2 separate regions of the Mus musculus genome follow, and region 1 is linked to region 2. A link is a contact called in public Hi-C data. All regions are on one chromosome and are shown on one strand. Each heading gives the region's core, a stretch centred on a gene start, on an enhancer-like site or on the middle of the called end of the contact. The rest is flanking DNA. Distances are from core to core; before and after follow the strand shown.

The links. A called contact is a pair of places that touch in the nucleus more often than the background predicts.
Region 1: a contact with region 2 is called in a Hi-C map of cortical neurons, with 2.2 times the contacts expected there. The contact joins the promoter of Cfap74 here to the enhancer-like site in region 2. A contact is called at or near these places in 2 of 39 promoter capture datasets (hippocampal neurons and macrophages), 5 of 484 Hi-C or Micro-C datasets (cortical neurons, liver, neural progenitor cells and 1 more), 2 of 115 datasets of contacts at active chromatin or transcription factors (embryonic stem cells and memory CD8 T cells) and 2 of 9 other capture datasets (adipose tissue and pancreatic islet).

What each region holds. Positions count from the first base shown.
Region 1 is chr4:155,406,656-155,411,482 of GRCm38.p6, reverse strand. Cfap74 (cilia and flagella associated protein 74) reads right to left here and starts at 2,243. Exons shown (of 39, transcript NM_001368738.1): 1 at 1,913-2,243. All of the region lies in intron 2 of 5830444B04Rik (RIKEN cDNA 5830444B04 gene), which reads left to right.
Region 2 is chr4:155,306,536-155,311,954 of GRCm38.p6, reverse strand. The region is part of intron 4 of Prkcz (protein kinase C, zeta); the gene reads left to right. Among named protein-coding and RNA genes, the nearest start is that of Prkcz, 52 kb to the left of the region's middle. Within about 2 kb of position 3,659, at least 100 of the 459 cell types and tissues checked have an H3K27ac peak or open chromatin away from gene starts, as enhancers often do. A contact at or near this core is called in cortical neurons, hippocampal neurons, memory CD8 T cells and 3 more, where this site is marked.

The DNA of each region.
Region 1 (4,827 bases), core at 994-3,493, 100 kb before region 2:
TTGGTTTTTTTTGTTTTTCGAGACAAAGTTTCTCTGTATAGCCCTGGCTGTCCTGGAACTCACTCTGTAGACCAGGCTGGCCTTGAACTCAGAAATCCACCTGCCTCTGCCTCCCAAGTGTGCCACCACGCCCGGCTATTCCTGTGGTTTTTTTTTTTTTTTTTTAAGAAACCAAAACTCCCAATTTGTCACTATAGATATTATTTTAAGATAAACAAGCAGATTACAGAAAGAATGAGTCTGCTCTGGTTTTATTTTGAGATAGGGTTTCTTAGTTTAACCCCGGCACTCACCAGGCTGGCCTCAAACTCACAGAGATGGCCTGCCTCTGCCTCCCAAGTGATTGAAGGTGTGCGCCATTATCACCCAGCAAGTTTGGCTCTCCGTTCTACTCCACAAATACACTCTTCATTTTGACCCAAAGATTTTGACTCACACTTGGGTTCATTTGGTCTGCTGACATTCAGGCCCATACTTACATACTTCCTGTCCCCCAACGCTTAGCAGCAAACTGCACTTGGTATAACCCTAGATTTGTCTTTCTCTTCTTTTCAGTCTCACAGCACCTTGAGGCTCGTCCTTATGAATTAGGACTTGGTTGTCCTGCATCAGCAAAGCTGTGTGACCTTCTTGGAAACCAGAGAGGGTGTGTCTACTTTCTTGGCTTTTCATTTTCTGTCTAAAGCTGCCTTTGCCCCTTGGCACCTGACTTCATCTAACGTGTTCAAATCTGCAGTGTTAGCTGAGCCCGACCTGCCGTAGCCTTTGGTGATCTCTCCTGCCTCCCTCTTCCAATGAGATGACCCAAGATAGTTCTTCCATCTCAAAGGAAGCTGATGGGCCGCCTCAGTTCCTCTTAGCCATGGAACGTTATGTTTTTACTGGTTCGGAGGATTGGGACGTTGGGTGTCCCTGGGGCCACTGTACTGCCTGTTCTATCTTTTCTTCTGAGAGGACAGCCCTCTCCTTAGAGAGGGCTGCAGAAACTCTCACTTGTCACAGGAGTTTTCCAGGGTTGCCATAACAAAGTGCTCCAACTTGAATTCTTTACACAACAGAAATGTATTCTGTCAGTCTTGAAGCTCGTCTTATTTATTTTAAAGACAAGAAGGGGAGGGCTTCAAGCTGGGTGTGGTGGCACAGGCCTTTTAGTCCCAGCACTCGGGAAGCAGACGTAGGTACATCTCTGAGTTTGAGGCCAGCCTGGTCTGCAGAGCAAGTTCCAGGACAACCAGGACCATACAGAAAAACCCTTTCTCAAAAACCAATCAAACCATTAACAAAAACTACTGTTCAGGAATAAATTTCTAATCTAAGATAAGCAAAGGTGTGCGGTTACACACGAGGAGAAGTGAGAATCACGGGTTTGTTCATAGTTAACCAGGAGAGGAGGGTACTATGTTATGGGTGAAGACAAGATTCTATTTATTGGCTTGGGTGGGCTTTTGATAAATTGTTTGATAATCAGTTCTTAAATTGTACACAAGAAGGTAGGCATCATTTGTTTGAAGACAATATTCATCAATGAATACCTGAGCAGTCTACTCATTACCTAGCTCACATTACTTACTAGTCCACTCATTACTTGGCCCACAGCACACCTTCATTCAGGGTGTATTTTGCTAAGCATTTTTACCCAGATAAGGGAGTCATTTTATGGAAAAATCAAGCTAAGGAGGCCTATCCACTTGCAATGAAGGGTTTTGTATTTAAAGCCAGGCTGGAACAGCGGGAGGTGACTCTTACTTTCAGCTCTCAGACTGATGCCTGGCTCTTCACCAGCAGGATTGATGCTGACGCTTCATAGGCTGTGGTAACCACGTGACTCACCGCCACGTGTCCACGCAGAAAAGTTACCCCTTGTTCAGCGCATCCTCAGTGCAGCCCCAAGGCTGAAGTCGCCAGTACCCACCTCTCTGGGCAGCCCAGTGATGTCCCTCAGCGATGAGACTTCAGCAAAGGTCCCCCAAGAGTGGGCTGCACTGTTGGCAAACCTCCTCAGGAACGGCTCCTCGGTGGTGGTCCCTCAGCAGCAACAACCTCTCAAGAATGGTCCCTGGCGACTGCCCCTTAGCAACAGCTCCTCACAAATGACCCCTAGAAAGTGGTCCAGTAACTAGGTCGCCTCCCAGAAACAGATCCTCGGCGACGGTTCCTCAGCACTGGCCCCCGCAGAATCAGTTCCTTAAGCCGCTAGACCATGGCCTCTTAACGGCCCGACTGCCCCCAGCCACCGTGGGTCTGAGGCTGCGTAGTTTGGGCGCGCAGCTCCATGGCAACGGAAGGCTGCTTTGGGGTAGCGGGCGGGGCTGAGGCTGCGGAGGGAGAGCTTGTGCGCAGGCGTAGTGCAACAGCGGGGGTAAAGTGGGACGAGCATCGCGGAGGGCAGAGTCAAAGCTGACTGTTGCCCAGACGATTCTCCTGGAGACTGGGGCAGGTGCTCGAGAACTTGTCTAAAGCCAGTTGAAACTTGGGTCAACTGCTTACTTAAAAGACCATTTACGCAGAAGTTAGGATCTCCTGCGTCTCTTGGATCTGAATTCTGGCTCTCCCAGGGCTTTGCAGCCTGTGTTGTGCCCTCTAGGTGGTGACATCTGACTCCTCTGGATAACTCACAGGACTCTTTGGATTGTTTTTGGTCGTTTAAGTTGGCGTGGTCACTAGTCCGGGCAGGAGGTGGGCTCAACAGTGGACAGGACATGTTCCCTTTCCTCAGAGTCGCAGGGATGACTGGCAACTCCTGTAGTTTTGTCTTGGAGATGGAGAACCTTCAGCGTTAAGAAGTCCTCAAAATAATACAGAGCCTGTGGAAATGTCAGTGGAGATTGGTGGGGGGTACCTCTGCACTCCCTTCAGATACTTTGCCTGTGAAATACCACTGCAATACTGTATAGGTGTGTGTGTGGCTGGGGATCGAACCCAGGTGTTCTATAAGTTTAGAGCTTTGTGTATGGAAGCCGGATGTCCTAGTAAAGCAATTTGGGAAAGATAGCCAGTTGGTTTGTAACCTTTAGCTGAGGGAGAATGTGAACTGGGCCTCCTACTCTGGGTTGACCCTGGTATATGGCTGAGCAGAGAGGGTTGTGAAGTAACCATATCCAATACTAATATTTGTGGTATGAAGTATAATCCCCACTATAGTAAAATAAGTGAATAAATTGGTCTTCTCTTTCACGTTGCCTCAAATATTTGTTTACAGGGACAAAACTCTGACTAACACATGTAATTTTCTCTGGGGTATACTATACTCCTCTGTTAGGCTGGCCAAGCCTGTCAGGTATACATTAGGTTTGCCTCCCTTCCACTTTTTTTGTTTTGTTTTGTTTTTTGAGACAGGGTTTCTCTGTGCAGCCCTGGCTGTCCTGGAACTCACTCTGTAGACCAGGCTGGCCTCGAACTCAGAAATCCACCTGCCTCTGCCTCCCAAGTGCTGGGATTAAAGGCGTATGCTACCATGCCCGGCTCCCTTCCACTTTTATCTCAATATGCCAGTTGGGAATCAAGAACCAAAGGATTTCTCAGTTCAATTCTTCTTCTTCTTCTTCTTCTTCTTCTTCTTCTTCTTCTTCTTCTTCTTCTTCTTCTTCTTCTTCTTCTTCTTCTTCTTCTCCTCCTCCTCCTCCTCCTCCTCCTCCTCCTCCTCCTTCTTTCCTCCTCCTTTTCTTCTTCTTCTCCTTCTCCTTCTTCTCCTTCTTCTTCATCTTCTTCCTTCTTCGATCTCTCCAGCCCCTCTCAGTTCAATTCTTTTTCCTCTGCTAATCAATCCAAGATGCCTACTAAATTTCTGGTGTACCTAGTTCTATCCCACGACTTTGAACTAGAGGACATGGGCTGACACCATTGGTGCAAGAAATGGTCTGAGAGAGATGACTGCAGGGGATTTGGAAATGGGTTACTCACTGTCTGTTTGGCAACGAGGAGCCCTGCCTAAGCAGCATGTGAATTCCTTGTCTTAAGGAAGCAGCTCATCTGTGAGACTTTTACCAGCAACAAATTGGAGTGGTAATTCCACTCCACCTGTAATTCAGTTGTATTAATACCCTACAGAGGGATCATGAAAAGTTGGAGGTCAGTAGGATGCTAACACTGCTGTGAAATCAGGTGTTGTCTTGGTAGTTGGTAGGAGCCTGATCTCTCACAGCGAAAGCAAAAGACAAGCAAAGCCCGAGTAGGCTATTGAACAGGCTTTACCAAAACTAGGCCACAGTCCTAACCTGTGGACAGTACCTGGGCCTGTGCGGTGGGCACTCACTGACACCCTTGTGTCCTTGAGTGTACGGCTGTCCAGACTCTGAAATGACTTCAGAGCATTCCAAGGTAACTCCTGCCTTACTAGGAAGAGATAGCACCCCAAAATGTTCACGAAGACACAGTAGAGGTTTCTGCCCAGGGGTAACAAGATTCCCTTTGGTGCCTTATTTTAGCTCCTCTCCTGGTTGCCATGAGGCCAATAAGCATCGAAATATTCTCTAGACAACTAATAAATAAAATCCACGGGGCTGCTGACTTGTACTGAACTCCCACACCCCAACCGACCAGATCAAACTGGAGCGATTCACACATCACCACAAAGAGCAGGGTGTTTATTTGACCTGAGAAACTGGGAAAGCAATGTGATAGCCAAGGAGTTTTACAAGTATCAAGGCAAATAAATCAGGAAATGTCACACCAACACAAAATAAACAAACTGTGATGGTTTGTATGTGCCTGGCTCAGGGAGTGTGGCCTTGTTGGAGTAAGTGTGTCTTTTTGGGCGTGGGCTTTAAGACCCTACTCATAGCTTCTAGCTCACTAGCAGCCCTCAGATGAAGATGTAGAACTTTCATC
Region 2 (5,419 bases), core at 2,410-4,909:
TCCTTCTGCCCCAGCTTCCCAACGCGAGACCCAACAGGCCCTGTGTCTTAGTTATTGCTGTGATAAAATACTATGACCAAGGCAACTTGTAAATAGAAAGCACTCATTAGATTTATAGTTTCTGAGGTTCAGAGTCCATGTTGGTGGAACAAAAGCATAGTATCGCTAACACCCGAGAGCTCACGCTGTGATTCAAAAAATAGGAGACAGAAAGAATGAACAGCTGGACCGTTGAAAGTCTCTGAAACGTCATACCTCCAACAAGTCCACAACTTCTAGTCCCTCCCAAGCAATTCCATCCACTGGGGGCCAGGGATTCAAACATGAGCCTATAAGGGCCTACTCTTATCTAAGCCACCATGCCCCACTTAGGTTGTTTAGAAACAAGTTATTGAGCTGGGACATTGCTAGGTGGTAGTACACTTGCCTAGCGTGTGATAGGCCCTAGGTTCAATTCCCAATATCACAAAAATATAGAGGACTGTGGATGCTGGTTCAGTGCGGTGCACTGTCATCCCAGCAGTCAGGCACCTGTAGCAGAATCATTGCCACGAGTTAGAGACCATCCTAACCAACTTAACAAAACATTATTTCAAGAACCGAAAATGGGTTTATCTGATCTCCACTGGTGTGGGTGTCAGTCTTTTTCTGTTTTGTTTGTTTTTGTTTGTTTTAAGCTTCATTTCACTGTAGATAAAGAACTCCCTGGCAGCACCCCAGCCTTGACAACTATAAAGACTCACTGTGCAGGCCTGGTCTGTGGGCGACTTCTAACATGCCGTGTGCACAAAGCAGGACGTGATGCTTATGTTGAGCGGAGTATTCAGATGTAGTCGGTCAAGTTGGTTCGCGTCTTTACGTCTTGTCTTAGTGGTCGAGAGTGATGTGTCGAACATCTCCAAGTTCAACTGAGGTTTTCTGCTTCTCTCTATGCTTTTTGTTGTTTCTTTCCTTGGGTATTAAATGGTCTAATGATGTAGGGCACTGCATACCTATCCCCTACATCCCCTGCATCTCCTGCATCCCCTGCATCTCCTGCATCCCCTGCATCCCCTGCATCCCCTGCATCCCCTGCATTCCCTGCTTCCTGCCCCAGTGCCTGAGAGCAAACCCAGGGCTTCGTGTACGCTAGGCAAGTGCTGTGTTGTGTGTCACTGAGCTACATACATCACCAGCCCCTTTTTAATCTTTAAATCTTGAGGCAATGTCTCATTCTGTATCTCCCACTGGCCTGGAACTCTCATTCCTCCTCCTAAGAACTGGGGTTCCAGGGTTCCGCGCATGCTCTACACACTTGGGCTCCGGGCTCCACGTCTTTTGATGAATGCTCTCATCCTCCTGAAGTGTCAGTCTTCAAGACGAGAAGTGTCGCACGTGTCCCTCCACTGAGACAGACTTGTCCCATAAAGCCATCAGAAACTGAAATTACTGGAAGTTGAAATTCACTTGGCACCGCTGACAGAGGCGCTTCTTCGTTTGTTGAGCCCATGAGCTCAGGTAGACTGGAAACTGTTGCTCTCTGCCACGTCGAGCGTTGTAACAGTCGTCCCCACCCATTAGCCAGGGAAACATACTAAGTTCAAACCAGATTTCCTGCTGGATTTGTGTTGATCTCACTCTGTAAAGTCAAAAAGTCCTAAGTGGGCCCATTGTGAGCTAGAAAGTGTTATATATCTTTAAAACCCTCTTACCTGAAGCCTCAGTTGCCCTGTAAAAGAACAGCTATTGGGCTGGTGAGATGGCTCAGTGGGTAAGAGCACCCGACTGCTCTTCCGAAGGTCAGGAGTTCAAATCCCAGCAACCACATGGTGGCTCACAACCATCCGTAACGAGATCTGACTCCCTCTTCTGGAATGTCTGAGGACAGCTACAGTGTACTTACAATAAATAAATAAATAAATCGTTTAAAAAAAAAAAAAGAACAGCTATTGAGGTTGCTGTGTGTGTGGTGGTGAAGGGAAACTTACTGTCTGTATAGTCTATTTTGGGGGATTTTTTTTCTAGCTCCCCTCCACCTACTGTCTATATAGTTTATTTTGGGGATTTTTCTCTAACTCCCACCACCCGGACATCCAAATCTGCAGGTGCTCAGGTCCCATGTATGAGACACCACAGTATTTTCACATAATCTTTCCATAACCTCCCATGGACTGCACCTATGCGCCCCCACAGCCCCTCCAGCGTGCTCCGTCTCACCTCGCCTAGCTGTGACAATTTTCCCTCTGCCTGAAATACCCTTGTTAGTGATTTTTTTTTTTTCCAAAACCGCAGATTTGCTGACAAGTAGTTATCCGGGCTTTGTTTGTGCAGTGTGCGTTTCCAGTTCAGTTTAGGCTCCCGTTATGCAGCCTTTTCTCACCCAGCTTTGAATCCCTACCTGAGTTTGCTGAGTCAGGTGTGCCAAACATATTTCAACCTACAGTATCTTCAGAGAGAGAGGTCATGAGGCTTTGGAGGTGATGTGGGTAATGTAAGGAGGTTGGCGTCCCTACCAAGAGAGACCTTGAGAGGCTGTGCTCATCTAACACCCCACTATGAAGGACATAGGTGCAGTCATCCCCAAGCCAGGGACAGGCCTCACCTGAACTCAACCCAGCTCCAGGTAGCCTCTGGAGCTATCTGAGGAAGAGTGTCTGTTGTGGAAGAAAGCGGCCTTTGGTGCCCACATGGTAGAGACAGATCTCTACATCCATCTCTTGTCTTAGTTACCTGAGCTGCTGTTCCTGTCTCCAGTCAGATATCCAAGCACTGAGCCCCAGCCCATGTTTTCCATATAGGCCCTAAAGAATCAGGAAGGCCCAGCCTGCCCCCACGGTCACTTTCCTCCAGTGTGGCTTTGGTTTCTCCAGCTTTCCTCACTCACCCTTGGCTGGAGGCTTAGACTGGTAGAAGCCACACGTTTCCCTTCCGTGGTTCTCCACAGCAAGTTACATTCATAGCATGCCTCCAATCGAGCTCTCGATAGTAGCCTCTGTGCCCTGTGTTCTGTCCATTGCTGGCTTCGTCGAGTCCTGCAGATTCTAGCTCCTGAGCTCTAGCCTTGGCCCTCAGATCTAAGGACTTAATCCAGTCCACTGACCGTGGGGGAGGTGGGCAGTGATCCACTTGCTGTGTGCGCGTTTCCTCCATCGACAGGAGCCGTACTTAGCACGAGTCCATGGCAACTGAATTACTTGGAAGTTGATGTCTTCCCATTAAATCAATAAAAAGAAAACTACTGGTCAACCTTCCAGCTGGCCCTCTCAATTTGTATCATAGTGTACTTGAGTCTTTGCATCAACTAGTGCAATGGTTGGCATGTGCTGGACTTTTTCCAGGTCTCCCAGGGCCATTCTTCTTAATGTTTACTGGTCAGGAAAGGATTCTTGGTCTCCTAGGGTTCCTGGGGCTCCTGGGACCCATAGGCAGCCCCTCTTCCACAGCCCTGTCTGTTTCTGGTAGATAAAGGGATAGCATCAAGTTTATGCATCCCCAGAACCTGTGTGGCCACTGTTACATAGCAAGCTGTCAGGTCCCTTAGTCCTCCTCTGCCTGCCTGCCTTCTGATCCTGTTCTCTGTGAGAGGCTCAGGCACGGGCAGAGAGAGAGACTGTGTGAGGTTTGTCCGGGCACCTTCAGAAACCCTGTTAAGGCGTTTCATCCAGCAGAGGGCCCCCGAGATCCAGCCAGAGCATCGCTGTCCACGTGGACAGTTTTCCCTCCGGAAAGAGCTGCCCCTGCCTCACACCAGTGTGAGTCTTTCTCTTTCCTTCCCTGGGAACCACGGAGCAGCTGTTGTGGGATTTATTTCACCGCTCCCCCAGATGGCAGCACAGCTTCCCGTAGGCTTCACTGTAGTACTTCACAGAGCCTGTCTGCCGTGTCTGGCTGCTGGGGAGGATCTGGTATCTTCCTGCCCACCTGAGACCCAGGAACCTCAGTGCCTGGTTTCCATCAGAGGTCACGGGTCCTGTATGTGCTCACCAGGCACCTGAGAAACAAGCTCCAAGCCCCTTGTCCTTTTCCCTGTGACACAAAGTACCTCACAGATTTTCGTGTGTGACACGGCCGTTGAACCCAGGAGTGAGGGTACTGATGACGTTTCGGTGTTGTGATGGATAGATGCAGATGGCACTGATGGGTGGTGGTTGTAGCTGGCCATGAGCAGTAGCCACAAGGTGACCCAGACTTACCCTGCCTCCTTTTGGTCCCACTCAGTGTGTGAGCATCCAAGGTGACCCACCACAGCCTAACCAGCAGTCAGAGTGTGTCTGTCTGTCTGCCTGTCTCTCTCTCCTTGTCTCTCTGTCTCTCTCTGTCTCTCCCTGTCTCTCTGTCTCTGTCTCTCTCTTGTCACTGATATCACTAGAATACATTTCTGTTGCTTAGTATAGGTATTAAATGAACAATCTCAAGGCTGGAGTAGGTGGGACTACCAGGACCTGTGCCCATGGAATAGACAGTAAGCACACACTCCCAGGAAGGGGCCTCTTTCCTGTGTTCTGCCCAAAAAGGAAGTTGAGGCTAGAAGTCTGACTCCCAATAGGAACTGACCAGCCCGGGTTCAGTTTGTTTCTTAGCCTTTTGAATGTTTTCCATAGCACATATCAGTTGTACATAGTAATGGACTTCACTACAACGCTTTCAAACACGTGCATAGTGTATTCTGTGCATGCCGTTCCCCCTGTTTCTGTTTCCCTCTCTTCCTCTGTTTTGGTTTGTTTTAGATGAAGTCTTGCTATGCAGGCCAGGCTGACCTTGGACTGGTGGCAGTCCTCCTGTCTCAGCTAATGAAGTGTCGGGGTCGTGGGTGTGAGCCACCACGCCTGGCTTCACATCTTATCTTCCTCCTCACACCGGTATCTGGGTCCCTTTACTACGGTTGGCCGGCGTGACCTGGGTGAATCCCCACTGAGGCTCATGCATCGCACCAGGGACACTGTCTCATGGCCAGTTTTCCCCCTACCCCACCCCCACCCCCGTCTTCCTCTGAGCAGCAGCAGTGTGTGAGCTTCTCACACATCTCTGATGCACCAAGGATGCCCCCTGCAGACAAGGGGACTGGGGCTTCTCCTCTGTTTGGCTGTCTCTTTGCTGCATGTTTTTCTACATCCTCTGGTGTGTTGTGGTTGCAGAGGGACACACCCAGGGCACAGAACGGGGCAGCTGAAAGGGTGGAAAACCCACGTGGGAACCTTGCCTGCTCCCCTTGCTCACAAACAGCCCGTCTCCCACGCGGCCATAGCTTCCCACGGTTGCAGTTCCCGTACCTCTCTACCCAGGCCTGTTTCTATGATTTCCCTGTTATTCTTCATTTACCTTCGAAAGCATGACATGTGTAAGCCTTACTTTCATCTGGAAGATGGATCAGTGTTGAGAAGCAGGAAGTTTGAGATGGGATGGGAAAGTCCCTAAGGGCAGGAGGTGAGCGCACACTCAG